Regions from separate parts of the Sus scrofa genome. Here regions 1 and 3 are each linked to region 2. A link is a contact called in public Hi-C and promoter capture Hi-C data. All regions are on one chromosome and are shown on one strand. Each heading gives the region's core, a stretch centred on a gene start, on an enhancer-like site or on the middle of the called end of the contact. The rest is flanking DNA. Distances are from core to core; before and after follow the strand shown. Region 1 overlaps FAM169B (protein FAM169B). Region 2 holds the start of IGF1R (insulin like growth factor 1 receptor). Region 3 holds the start of FAM169B (protein FAM169B).

The links. Promoter capture Hi-C pulls out the DNA fragments that hold promoters and counts their contacts. A called contact is a pair of places that touch in the nucleus more often than the background predicts.
Region 1: a contact with region 2 is called in a Hi-C map of embryonic fibroblasts, with 2.5 times the contacts expected there. The contact joins the enhancer-like site here to the promoter of IGF1R in region 2. A contact is called at or near these places in 1 of 5 promoter capture datasets (fetal skeletal muscle), 6 of 47 Hi-C or Micro-C datasets (embryonic fibroblasts, fetal skeletal muscle, mesenteric adipose tissue and 3 more) and 1 of 2 datasets of contacts at active chromatin or transcription factors (skeletal muscle).
Region 3: a promoter capture Hi-C map of fetal skeletal muscle shows a contact between it and region 2, with 9 times the contacts expected there. The contact joins the promoter of FAM169B here to the promoter of IGF1R in region 2. A contact is called at or near these places in 2 of 5 promoter capture datasets (fetal liver and fetal skeletal muscle), 4 of 47 Hi-C or Micro-C datasets (embryonic fibroblasts, heart right ventricle and retroperitoneal adipose tissue) and 1 of 2 datasets of contacts at active chromatin or transcription factors (skeletal muscle).

The regions. Positions count from the first base shown.
Region 1 is chr1:137,258,388-137,262,587 of Sscrofa11.1, forward strand. The region is part of intron 3 of FAM169B (protein FAM169B); the gene reads right to left. Among named protein-coding and RNA genes, the nearest start is that of FAM169B, 37 kb to the right of the region's middle. Within about 2 kb of position 1,879, at least 5 of the 83 cell types and tissues checked have an H3K27ac peak or open chromatin away from gene starts, as enhancers often do. A contact at or near this core is called in embryonic fibroblasts, where this site is marked.
Region 2 is chr1:137,688,386-137,692,086 of Sscrofa11.1, forward strand. It overlaps IGF1R (insulin like growth factor 1 receptor), which reads right to left and starts at 2,048. Exons shown (of 21, transcript NM_214172.1): 1 at 1,927-2,048. The coding sequence starts at 2,020.
Region 3 is chr1:137,294,856-137,298,877 of Sscrofa11.1, forward strand. It overlaps FAM169B (protein FAM169B), which reads right to left and starts at 2,345. Exons shown (of 9, transcript XM_005659772.3): 1 at 2,292-2,345. The coding sequence starts at 2,316.

The sequences.
Region 1 (4,200 bases), core at 629-3,128, 430 kb before region 2:
GAGATGAACATGACCCAATTACTGTGTTAAAGTAATGACATCCACCAGAGCTATAGGTCCAACAACCCACTGAGTGGCTGGCTGACCCTTTTGTTCAGAGGAGGCTCTGAAGGATTAAGATAGTCAAGGTCATATGCTTATAAACAGCAGCACTGGGACTGGATGTGAACTGGGTCCCAGTCATTCCACAGCCCCTGGTCTAAGCACTATGCTCCAGGTGAATAATGGACAGAGAGACAAGGGGATAGAGCTGGGCCCAGGCCCCAAAAAGGCCAGCAGAGTAGGGAAGACAAAGATGAGACAGAGATGAGGAGGGGACAAGCCAAGACACCGAGGAGAAAGAATTGCCAGCAGAGAAAGTCTTTAATAGAACAAATCTCCTTTTGTACTTTGGGGAGGGGAGGGAGGCTGCCATTTATTCAGCAAACACTGACAAGTATCAGGCACTATACTTGGCACTAGAGATCCAGGACAGAAGACACCGCCCAGCAGGAGCAAGACAGGCCACCAGGCCGTGACCACACATACCATGACCAGTGCCTAAGATGTGAACAGCATCAGGCACCCACCTGGGGCTGTGTCTTCATCCATTCACACTGCCGTGACAAAATACCACAGTCTGGTGGCTTATAACAACAGAAATTTATTTCTCACACTTCTGGAGGCTGGAAGTCTGAGATCAGGGTACTAGCATGGTCAGGTTCTGATGACAGCCCTCCTGGACTGCAGATGGCCAACTTCTCACTGTGTTCTTCTGTGACAGAAAGGGCAAGGGAGCCCTCTGGGGTCTCTCTGATAAGGGCACTAATCCTACTCAAGAGGGCTCCACCCTCATGACCTAAGCAGCCCCCAAAGGCCCCACATCCCAACCTCATCACATGGGCTTAGGATTTCAACATATAAATTTGGCAGGGGACACAAACATTCAGACCATAGCTGGCTGTCTAGGAGAGCTGAGGCAGAGTTCCAAGAATAGGCCTGAGCCAGACTGGACTCCAGTGCTGGGGGCTCTGGGGACCAGGTTGAGGTAATGACTTCGAAATGAGTCTCCGGGGGAGTCTAATCAATGACAGACATGATTGGAGCAATGGTTTACAAAGCAGGTGAGGCTGGAGGCAGGGAGGACAATGGGAGGCTGTGATGATCCCACCAGGAAGTGTGGAGGGGCTGAGTGCAACAATCATGCTGGATGGGAGGAAGATCCTCAGGGGGGCAAAAAAGACCACCTGTGAATCAAACTGGCCCAAAGGCAGAAGAGAGGGGGCAGGCAGGAGTGGCAGTGGGCAACCAAGCTTGAGCAGGACAGAGGTGCTTTCACCAGCAGGAAGTGAGAACAAGGAGGAGGTGTGAGGGTTTCAGTTCTGAAATGCTTGTTAGAGACAGCAAGGTCAGGGTGGCCATCCAAATACACAGCCCAAGCTGAGCAAAGAGACAGAGAAAGTCCATACCCCATATTACAGAGGAACCAAGGAGGCTGAGTGCACATGTGCCTGAGAGTGCATGCCTGCACATGCACATGCACACACACCTTATCTCCCCACACTAACTTCAAGTTGTTCATGTACTGGCCCATGGTTTATACTTCTCCAATCACAACTGAAGGAGCTTCAGGCTCTCCTGTTGCTCCCCACCCACCTCCCCCAGTCGCTTTCCTGGAGTCTAAGCCACCATTGCCCCATTACAAATCTAAAAAATATGTAATCCCCCCCCCTCAAAAAAAGAGCACAGTTAAACCAAAGTGACAGGTCATCTTCCCCAAAGCAAAATACATGTAGGAAAAAAATAATGCTGAAAAGTTCTGGCAGGGGAGAGCACATAAACACATTCCAAGGCATTGCATGACTTTTATGCAACATTGACTGAGCTGGTCAATAATTTAAGGGGAGGGGAAAAATCCTCAAGTTGACATAGCAACTGTCACATCGCATTACTCGGGCTACCATTTCCATACAGATGTCTTCCTTAAAGGAAAACACTTCCCCAGATGCCCTGTGAACTTGGGCGCCTCTTTGCCATGGAGAAAGAAACATCTGGTTTGCAGTATATTTGCCTCAGCCTCTCTGTGGTTCTCAGGCCTTTCTGGCCTTAAGCAATTTTGTTTTCATAAGTCGAGATTTTAACTCAAGGAAGTTGGGGTGAGATGGGGTGCCTGGATCCTGAGGCACAGCTGGACAGCCAGGTGTTAGAGGCAGAAAAGAAACCCACACCAGGGCTGGTCTACCTAGGAAAGGCATCCCTTTTGCGGCAGGGCAGGGGGAGGCTACACTCAGAATTTACCAGGCCAGGGATTGAACCCAAGCCACAGCAGTGACAACACTGGATCTTTAACCCACTGAGCCACCAGGAAAGTCCTAGGAAAGAAAATCTTAAAATCACAGGCTCCACCAAGGCAAGCACACTGAGTTTCTCAGGGCAGAGAGATGCGGACAGCCCAAGCTGTAGCAGTAAAACCCTCGAAGAAGCAGCCCGGCCCCTGGACAATGGCTTCATCCTTGACACAGAATATTTTCCTCGGGGTGTCTCTGTCTTCCAAATACCATTAGTCCCTTGGTAAGAACGAAATGTCTTTGTTTGTTTGTGGGATGCTGTTTTTCCCTATATTGAAATCCAACTCACAGTAAGTGCCGTCAATTAACATGGAATAAAGAAGAAAATCCCAAACAATAGCCAAAACACAGTGCTGTCACTGCAAATAGCCCTTCAATCTGTCATGGCCCAAGGAAAACAGAACTCTCTTCTCCATATGTAGCATGGAGCTCTCTTAGTTTATGTGAAGTTGGGTCCTGCTCAACCTGGGGACCACCTGACACTGGCCGAGCTTACAGGGCCACATGGGCACCTTAACCACCAAGAGGAGCAGGTATTCAAATCGAGGCTGAGTTTTTGGCCAGAACTCTTTTTCCCCCAAACTGTCAAACCCACTTAAGCGGGACTCCTCTAATTGGCAGGTGGGAGAATGGGACCCATTTCAGGCTTAGGTCTATCTCTGCAACATCCAAAAAGCAAATACAGACTTAAACAAAAGTTAACGTCCACAGGATCATGGGAGGCTACACCAGTAGGTGCCTGCTAACCAGGTTATTCCTACAAATTTGGGGTACAAGAGTCTGTGGGGTTCCTCACACTTCAAAGCCAGAAAAACTGCAATTACTTCCCAGATTTTACCAGGTTGGCAAGCCTCTCCTCCCATCATATTAGCTTGGTTTTTACCAGAGATACATAAACCACTTCACTGAGTCATGAGGATAGTGGATAGGCTCATTCAGCTAAAAAGAGCTGGGTTAGGAGTTCCCACTGTGGCTCAGCAGCAACAAACCCAACTAGTATCCATGAGGATGAGGGTTCAATCCCTGGCCCTGCTCAGTGGGCTAAGGATCCTGAGTTGCCATGAGCTGCTGTGTAGGTCGCAGACACGGCTCAGATCTCGTGTTGCTGTGGCTTTGGCGTAGGTTGCAGATTCGACACAAAGAGACCAAAAAAAAAAAAAGAGAGAGAGAGAGAGCTGGGTTAGCTCTGGGTTTAGTCTCATCCTTCCCACTCTCCAGGAAGCCAGATCTTTCCCTTCAAGGCACACTACTAGGAGCTGTTCCAACCAGGTCCCTTCTGGAGGTCAGAGATTCAAAGCTCCTCCCCCTGCCCCAAACCTGGGCAGCCTGGCCAGAGGTAAAAACATCCCAGAAAGGGCCTCCCAGTTCTGCAAAAGTGCTCTGGGCACCTCAGGAGCACACCTCACTTTCCACCCACCCATCCATCTTGACCCACCACCCACCTGCCCCAAATGGAGCACAGTGAAGGCCTGGCCCTGCGCCTGCCATGTCGCAATCCACCATCCCCCAGCCCATGACAGCCACTGGGAAGGTGGCTCCACAGCGGCTCTGGTTTCATCTGAATGTTTGCCTTGGCTCGTGCTGTCTCTGCAGGCCTAGGATGGGCATGCTTTTCCAAGAAAAAATCATCATTTTTCGATTCCCTGCTTGTTTTTCTCAGGGTGCACATGACATGCAATCACCAAAAAACCGTAAATAAATTAGCAGCAATTTGAAGGCTGAGTGTTATGCTTGGTCACAAAATGTCTTGGAAGTGAGCTGGGGGTATAGATGTTCCAATCAGGGAAGTCAGCATGTGGTAACACACACAACAAACAACCTTCCCTCCATCCTCCTTGTCCCCAAGGACCCTGCTTTCTGCTTCTCAGCCCTG
Region 2 (3,701 bases), core at 798-3,297:
TGAACAATAAAGCTAGAGACACCACACAGTTCGACAACATGCCATAATAAAATGGATCAACTTTCCTGTGTCTCCTTAATTACATATAGTTTTTAAAGGCTTGAAACCCTCCTCTGTGCCCCTAAACACCATCTGCGAGCCTTAGAAGGGAGCCGAAAGCCTTTCGCCCAATCCAGTGTGCTGAAAGTTTAGAAAACAAAGAGCAGGAGAGCTCAGATTTGAGGAAGGTCCGGACACAATCTGAGTCTTACTCCATGCAGTCCACACACTAATTCTATAAAAATCTGCCCTTACTCCATCATGGACTCATTTCTTACAAAATGTTTAAGGGTTTGTTTACGCGAACAGCCTTTCCGAACTGCCCCTGTAATGGGGCCAGATGGCCCCGCTGCCTCGCAATTCTCCCCCTCACTCTTCAAGGCTCAGTCGTGATTTTCAAAGTTAACTGGCACCACCTGCATACCCTTGGCAACCATTACTCACCAACACGCCCTCGCCGTTCCCAGCCCCAGTTCTGTGACTGCATTTAAACTTTAATCGTGTTCAAGTTACCCTGCCATCGAGAATGTACCAGTAAGCCTCATTTTAATGTTTTGAGAAGAAAAGAACCCTCTCCTTTCACCCCTCCACACACCCGCGGGGCCCTAAGTTCTCCCTCCCTCCCAGCACTTCCCTGCCCCCTACCCGACGCTACCAAAACAAAAGCTATCAGATTGCAAGCGATAGCGTGTGGAGCGATATCCTTATTAACTGTGTACAAAGGAAGTGCGGGGCAGGGAGGGGGGGAGTGCAACAAAACTATGGCCACGAAACCAAGGCCAGGGCTGCGCGCTTGCAAAACAAAACACCCTCCGTCGCAGACCCTGGAGCTCCATAAACGACGACACAAGATACCTTTCGCCAGGGCCGGGCGTCTGGGTGTCCCTGAGCAGCCATGTGGCTGCAGCTAAAGCCTCGCGTTGTGAGCACGTGTGTGGAAATGCACGTCGGCTCCGACCACACACCCACTCCCGCACACTCGGATGCTGTCCTACCACCCCCTAGTTCCGCCAAGAGCGTCCAGAGTCCGGTAGAAACTGGGAGAAGATCCCAGAACTCTTACTAGGGGTCTGGACGCGCTTCCCGGAAGAGCCCGACTGATACAGGGCCCGGACCTCGCACTTTTCCAGGGGGTGCATGGAGGGGTGGAGATCTAGGCGAGAACGCTTCCCGCATCCCTGAGCCATACTGAGCAGCCCCAAGAAACGGGGGGCAGGTGACCGCACGGAGTCCGGTGAAAGCGACAGGGAAGGCCAGGAACCCAAAGAGCCCAAGGGGCAAGGCTGGACGACAGGAGGCCGCGCTAGGATATTTGGTAACCTGTCCTGGGGACTGCGGGGCCTCTCCGCCGGGCACCCCTGAGGCTGGTGGGCTGCCCACTCCTGCTACCGGGCACAGAGTCCGCCCAAGCAGCGAGGGTGCTGCATGAGCTGTCACCGCCGCCTGAGCGCTGAGCGGTGACCAGCGCTGAGTGCGGGGCGGCCCCGCGCGCCTCGAGAGGCGCAAGGTGCGGGTGGCGGGGCCGGCCGGATGCGAACTTCTCGGCTGGAGCCCCAGCTCCCAGCCCGACCGCGGGCCGCCAAAGCATGAGAGCTTCGAAGACAGCGGGCCCCCCGGGCAAGGCTCTCGGGACAGAGGAAGAGAAAACACCGAGGCCCTTCCCGCGCGGGGATGCGCGGAGCTGGGGCCCGCGGGGCTCCAAACTAACAAGCCTGGGCCCCGGGGCCCCTCCGGCCTTTCGGCCGAGCCCCTCGGCGCCCCGCCCCGCGACTCCCGAGCCCGGGAGCCCGACAGCTGCGACGGTGGCAACTCGGGTTTCGCAAACAGGGCGCAGCCCCTCGGAGGAAAAGTTCCCGCAGTGGCCGCGGGCGGCGGGCACATACTCACTTTCTCCACTCGTCGGCCAGAGCGAGAGCGCGGCGGAGAAAAACAGGAGCCCCCACAGCGAGGTCGGGGACCCTCCTCCGGAGCCAGACTTCATTCCTTTTATTTGGGACGAAATTCCCCTTTCTCAAAAAAAAAGGGGGGGAGGAAACGAAAAAGTCTCAAACTCAGTCTTCGCCCACCCCTCCAAAAACAAGGGCGAAGGAAACAATACTCCAAAGGCGGCGCCGGTCGGGGGGTCCGCCGGGCAGCGCGGACGGGGCGGCCCCTCAGCGCCGGCAACCGCGGCCCAGGGCTCGGCGGAGTCGGGAACCCAAGGCGCGCCGGGGCGGGCTGTCGGCGTCGTCGGCCTCCATTTTCAAACCGAGAGAGGCAGGAGAGGATGAAAAACTGCAAAGAAAAGAGGCAAAGCCCAAATCCGTCTCAGCGAGGAAAAACAAACCCGACCCCAGAAGGAGGGGGAGACTGTCCGACCCCTGAGCCTTAGCGGTGGGAGGGCGCGACGCAGTTCGCAAGATTGCCCCGAAGTCTGGGTCTCAGGAGAGGCCGGCCGGGGGCAGAAATGCGGAGTAAAAATGAATGAGCGGCTCCCCCTCCTCCTCCTCCAGGCTCCACTCGCCGCCGCCTCCTCCTCCCTCAGCGCCGCCGCCGCCGCCGCGAGCTCCTTCCCAAATCCAGGACACACACAAAGCGGCGGGCCGGCCGCGCCGCGCTCAGCACTCCTGCCGCGCCGCCCGGGCTCCGCGCCGCCGCTGCCCGCCCCGCGCCGGCCCCCGCCCGGCCCCCGCCCGCTGCCGCCGGCTCCGCGCGCGGGGGCTCCGGCTCGCTGAAGGTCAAAGCCGAGGCGCGCGGCGCGCCGTGGAGCTCCCCTCGCGCGGGAGGGGCGTGGAGGGCCCGTGGAGCGGGGACGAGGGTCTCCAAGCGCCGGGCACGGGTGCGCTGGGGGCAGGCTTGCAGGCGGCGTCCCTCTCCCTCGCTCGCCTCTCGAGTTCGCCTGGTGCGCTCGCTCCTCCTCGGGTTTTTTTCCTTTTTTTTTTTTTTTTTTTTTTTTTTTTTTTTTTTCCGCTCAGCGGAGTTAATGCTGGTAAACAAGAGCCTCAGCCTCGCCGCGCCGCTGCCGCCGCTGCCACACACTGGGGGCTCGCGCGCGCGCTCGAGGCCGCGCACACGCGCCCGCGCATACACTGGAACTGCCTCAGCCGCAGCCGCCGCGCGCCGAGGGCCCGGCCCAGGCCGGCGCGCGCCAAGAGCCGGAGCTCGGGATTCCAGGGACGTGCGGAGCGGAGCCCGGGCGTGGGATGCGAAGCTGCGAGGCACCGCCCCCGCCTCTCGCCCTCGCGGGCACACGCGTGCGCGCGCCCACACGCTCTCGCCCCCACCCGCACTGCGCCGGCCACCCTGCACGCGCCCTCCCCTCCCGCAAGACTCCAAAAACAATGCCCCCGGCGCCCGTCCGGGCTCCGCCGCGGAGCTACCAGTGGAGGGGAGGAGGGGCTGGGGCGGGGAGTGCGGGGCGCGAGAGGTTCATTGAAAACAACAACATCACGGCTGGAAAGCGCGTTTACCCGGTTCTTGAAAAGCTTCATTGTTTCTTGCAGCTGTTGCAAAATAAATAAATAAGTTCGTGCATGCGGCATTTTTTCGCAGCAAGCTGGATAGCCTGAATGTGGCGGGAGGGGCACACCTGGGAGAAAGGAGACCTCCAGGCTACTAAGCGGACACTTTCACGCAAGGCTGGGGCGGCTGCAGCGTCGCCACTGGGGAGCCTACAGTTCCAG
Region 3 (4,022 bases), core at 1,095-3,594, 390 kb before region 2:
CGTTAGGATCTAGCACATGTGGAAATGATTAATGTGCAACTGCTGTGTGTCATCTGGGCCATCAGCAACGAGGAAAGCCACAGCAAACGCTGAAATAAATACAGGAAAATCCTTAAACCATTTAGGCCAACTACACTTTTCCAGAAGATGAAATTACCATTACTTGTCCCATTTAAGCAGAGTAAGATTAGGTAGAATAAGAGCAGCTCTAAAAGTTACAGGAGGAGCTCCCGTCGTGGTGCAGCAGTTAATGAATCCAACTAGGAACCATGAGGTTGCGGGTTCGATCCCTGGCCTCACTCAATGAATTAAGGATCTGGCATTGTCATCAGCTGTCGAGTAGGTTGCAGACGTGCTTGGATCTGGCATTGCTGTGGCTATGGCATAGGCTGGCAGCTATAGCTCTGATTAGATCAGACCCCTAGCCTGGGAACCTCCATATGTCCTGGGTGTGGCCCTACGGAAAAAAAAAAAAAAAAAAAAGAGTTGGGAGGAACTCTCTGACTCACGGCACCACTCTGAGGGGGAAGGGAAAGGAGAACGCTAAACTGAGCAATTTTGTGTGCAGACCTGCTAAGTGTTCAAAATACATGAGCTATTTCTGTACAGTAAGTCCCCAAGTGGGCAAATTCTCCATTTTGCAGGTGAGAAAGGTGATATCAAAAGTGTGAGTTGTGGCTAAGGACCTGACATTGTCTCTGTGAGGATGAGGGTTTGATCCCTGGCTTCCATCCAAGGGTTAAGGATTTGGCGTTGCCATGGCTATGGTAAAGCTCTAGGATGAGGCTCCAATTTGACTCCTGGCCTGGGAACTTCCAGAGCCTACAGCTGCAGCCACGGAAAGAAAAGAAAAGAAGAGAAAAGAAAAGAAAAGAAAAGAAAAGAAAAGAAAAGAAAAGAAAAAGAAAAGAGGCAAGTTGATTTTTCTTCTTGCCTCAGTTCTCAAACAATAAACTGGCAATAAACAAGCACTCACTATCCACAGTCCTGACGACCAACTTTCCACAAATGACCACAGAAAAATCAAAAACGAAATAGTACTTCTCCCTCTAAAACTGGAGACAAAACCCTTTTTTCAATCTCTAGACTAATGGAAACTTTCAGGGAAGATGTAAATAATTCATACAAATGGTTAATGACCATCTTTTCTCCTTAACTCACTTTCTTCAAAACGGGGGAAATAAGTCAAAATCACAGCTTTTGAATATGGGTCATAAAAACAAGCAATTTGCCCACGTTGGCACCTAATAAAAGGCAGATGAGCTTCCATAAGATTGGGTTTTCCCTCACAGGGATGTGCGGTGGGAGAAAATCTTTGTCTGACTGCATGTGGGTGCAAGGCTCCAGGGCCAAACTAGATGTGCAGGGGACATAAGGACCTGGCCAAGGAGCCCGTTCCTGCCGCTGGTCCCCGCGGAAACAAGATAAGGGTGCAACAGGGAAAGAGGCACTTTCTGGGCATCCAATGACCTTATGCTTGCTCCCTTCTAAACACTCTTTCCTTTGCAGGACCGGTAGAAACCCCTGAGAGTGGCTGTTCCACGTGCTTTCAGACTCAGATGTCGCATGGCTCCGCTCAGTTCTCCAGAGAGGGGGCCGGCAAGGGACGCGTGGGAGGTGGCAGGCTCTGGGGTAGGGGCGGCGCTCCCAAATCCAGACTCGCCTGCCGGCTAACCCGGGTCAGCATGCCAGCTGCGCACCGGACGCGGGGCGGGAAGCTGCAGACCTGGGACGGCGGAGGGCGGGGGCGACAGGGGCGCCCGCCATCACCTGAGGTGCTTTCCTGCACCTTCCCTACCCGGCTCTTCCCATTTCACAGACAAAGCCACCAAGGCTATGGGAAAGCAAGGAGTTCGCCAGGCCAGGTCAGCGGTCGCTACCTTCCCTACCGGGCTCTTCCCATTTCACAGACAAAGCCACCAAGGCTATGGGAAAGCAAGGAGTTCGCCAGGCCAGGTCAGCGGTCGCTACAGGTCGCAACCCCTCGCTACAGGGGTTGCCCTTCAGGATGAGCGCCGGAGCCCCGCGGGTCCCGTCCCCCGACATCCCGGGACGCTAGCCATTACGTTCCCCGGCGGCGACAGGTGCGCAGCTCGCGGCGCCCTGGCGCAGACTCCGGGGAAAGTTCCCCTGGCCCCGGCGCGCTGTTTACGGTCTCGTTTTGCAGCGCAGAGGCCAGTAGCTTTTTGCCCAGCCCAGCCATTGAAACCCGACACTCGGGGTGGGGCCCGCGTGGCCGACGGCCAGGGAGGCGGGCGGGCTCCGGGCCGGCTGGTCGGGGCTCCCCTTACCTGCAGCTCGGCCGCCAGCCTCCATCTCCAAGCTCCTGCTCCCCGGGCGCAGCGCCCCGCCCCGTCCCGCCCCCTCCCCCAGGCCGCCCCCGTCCCCGCCTCCTCTCCTGGGGCTTCCCCGTACCAGCCCTGGGGACTGTCCCTGGTGTCCCTGTTCCCCTCCCTCGCCCTCTGCCCTGGGGCCACAGTCTTGCGTGCCTCGCGAGCGACCCCCCGGCTCCCTACACACTTTGCAAAGCGAACTCACCACCTCTGAGGAGCAGCTGGTATTCCTCTTACAAATGTTGGAGAAGTTGTTCTCATCCCCAAGCGCTTGCCAGTACCCCTCAGCTTGGACGCGATACCCCGATGTCTGCGCCCCTTTCCACTTCCTTCTAGTATTTCTGTTTCTATGGGCTAGCATCCCTTGTAGTATCCCTTTTTGAAAATTTACACAGTCGAAAACTAGCTAGAAGACAATATGCACCCATAATGCAGGACATCCAGTAATCTTTTCCACCATTTTTTCAGTCTTTTCAGGTTTTTTTTCCCCTGACTATAAAGTGCTTTTTCTGATAACTGATGCTTTTATGTATTAAATGTTTAAGCTTGTGCTCACTTGAAATAGCAAAAGTCAATGAGAAGCACCTGTTTCTCTAGTATTTCTTCTTGACTTGTTTCAAGGTGTTTTTTAACGGGAGAGGTGGGGAGCAGGGGTGGTGTCAAAATGCCAATGGCCTTGGAACCCAAAGGCCTGTGGTCAGTGAGCTGGCACCTCCCCTGTTTGGTTGTCAGCTCTGAGGTTTGCCCTTCTGGACTGGCTCCCTTAAGCTACATTCTCAGCCGTTATGATCCTCTACCTCCCAGGATGAGTCTGGAATTCATTTAACTTCTGCCTGCACCCCAGCAAACAGTGGCTCAGAGGAACCTCTTATCTACTCCCTGCCATGTGACCCCAGCTTCGGAGCAACACACCCTAGGGAAGACCAGGGCACCCCCATTTAGAGGATGAAAATGGTCCCAGCTCTACTTCCATTGCACATTATGCAGGATGTATTGACTGTGTCTTAGAGCCCAGAGTCACCTCTTGGAAGTGTGAGATTTCATTTTCTACAATGATGAAAACTCAGAGATCCTTGGATGATAGCATTCTGGGCACTTAACTCCTCCAAATACCTTGTTTTCATTCAGTACATATTTATTAAATTCCTACTATATGCCTTTTACTGTTCTAGATTTAACGTATATTTTTAAAAAGAGCTAAGGAAAAAAATAGAGAGAGGGAATGGGAAGGGAGTTTTACAATTTAAAATAGTTAATTGTAAGCCTTGTTGAAAGGATGACTTTCAAGCAAAAATATGAAGAAAGTCAGGGCAGTAAACATGTAGGAAGGGAAAATGGCAAGGGCTATAGCAAGTGCAAAGGCCCTGAGGTGGGAACAAATCTCTGTGCCTTTGTTGAGCCCCTGAAAATGGTGAATGTTACTTAAGCTGTTGGCACATAGGGCTGAAGGTTCATTAATTTCTGCTGTAAAATGTACTTCTTCAAAGGCCTTGTTACACTTTTTAAGCTTTTGTGTTTTTCTACATACTGACACAGTACCTGATTACATGCTTCCCCCCCCCCCTTTTTACTGCCACACCCTCGATATATGGAAGTTCCCAGGCTAGGGATCAAATCAGACCTGCAGATGACAGCCTATGCCACAGCCAGCAATACCAGATCAGAGCTTCATCTGGGACCTACCCAGTA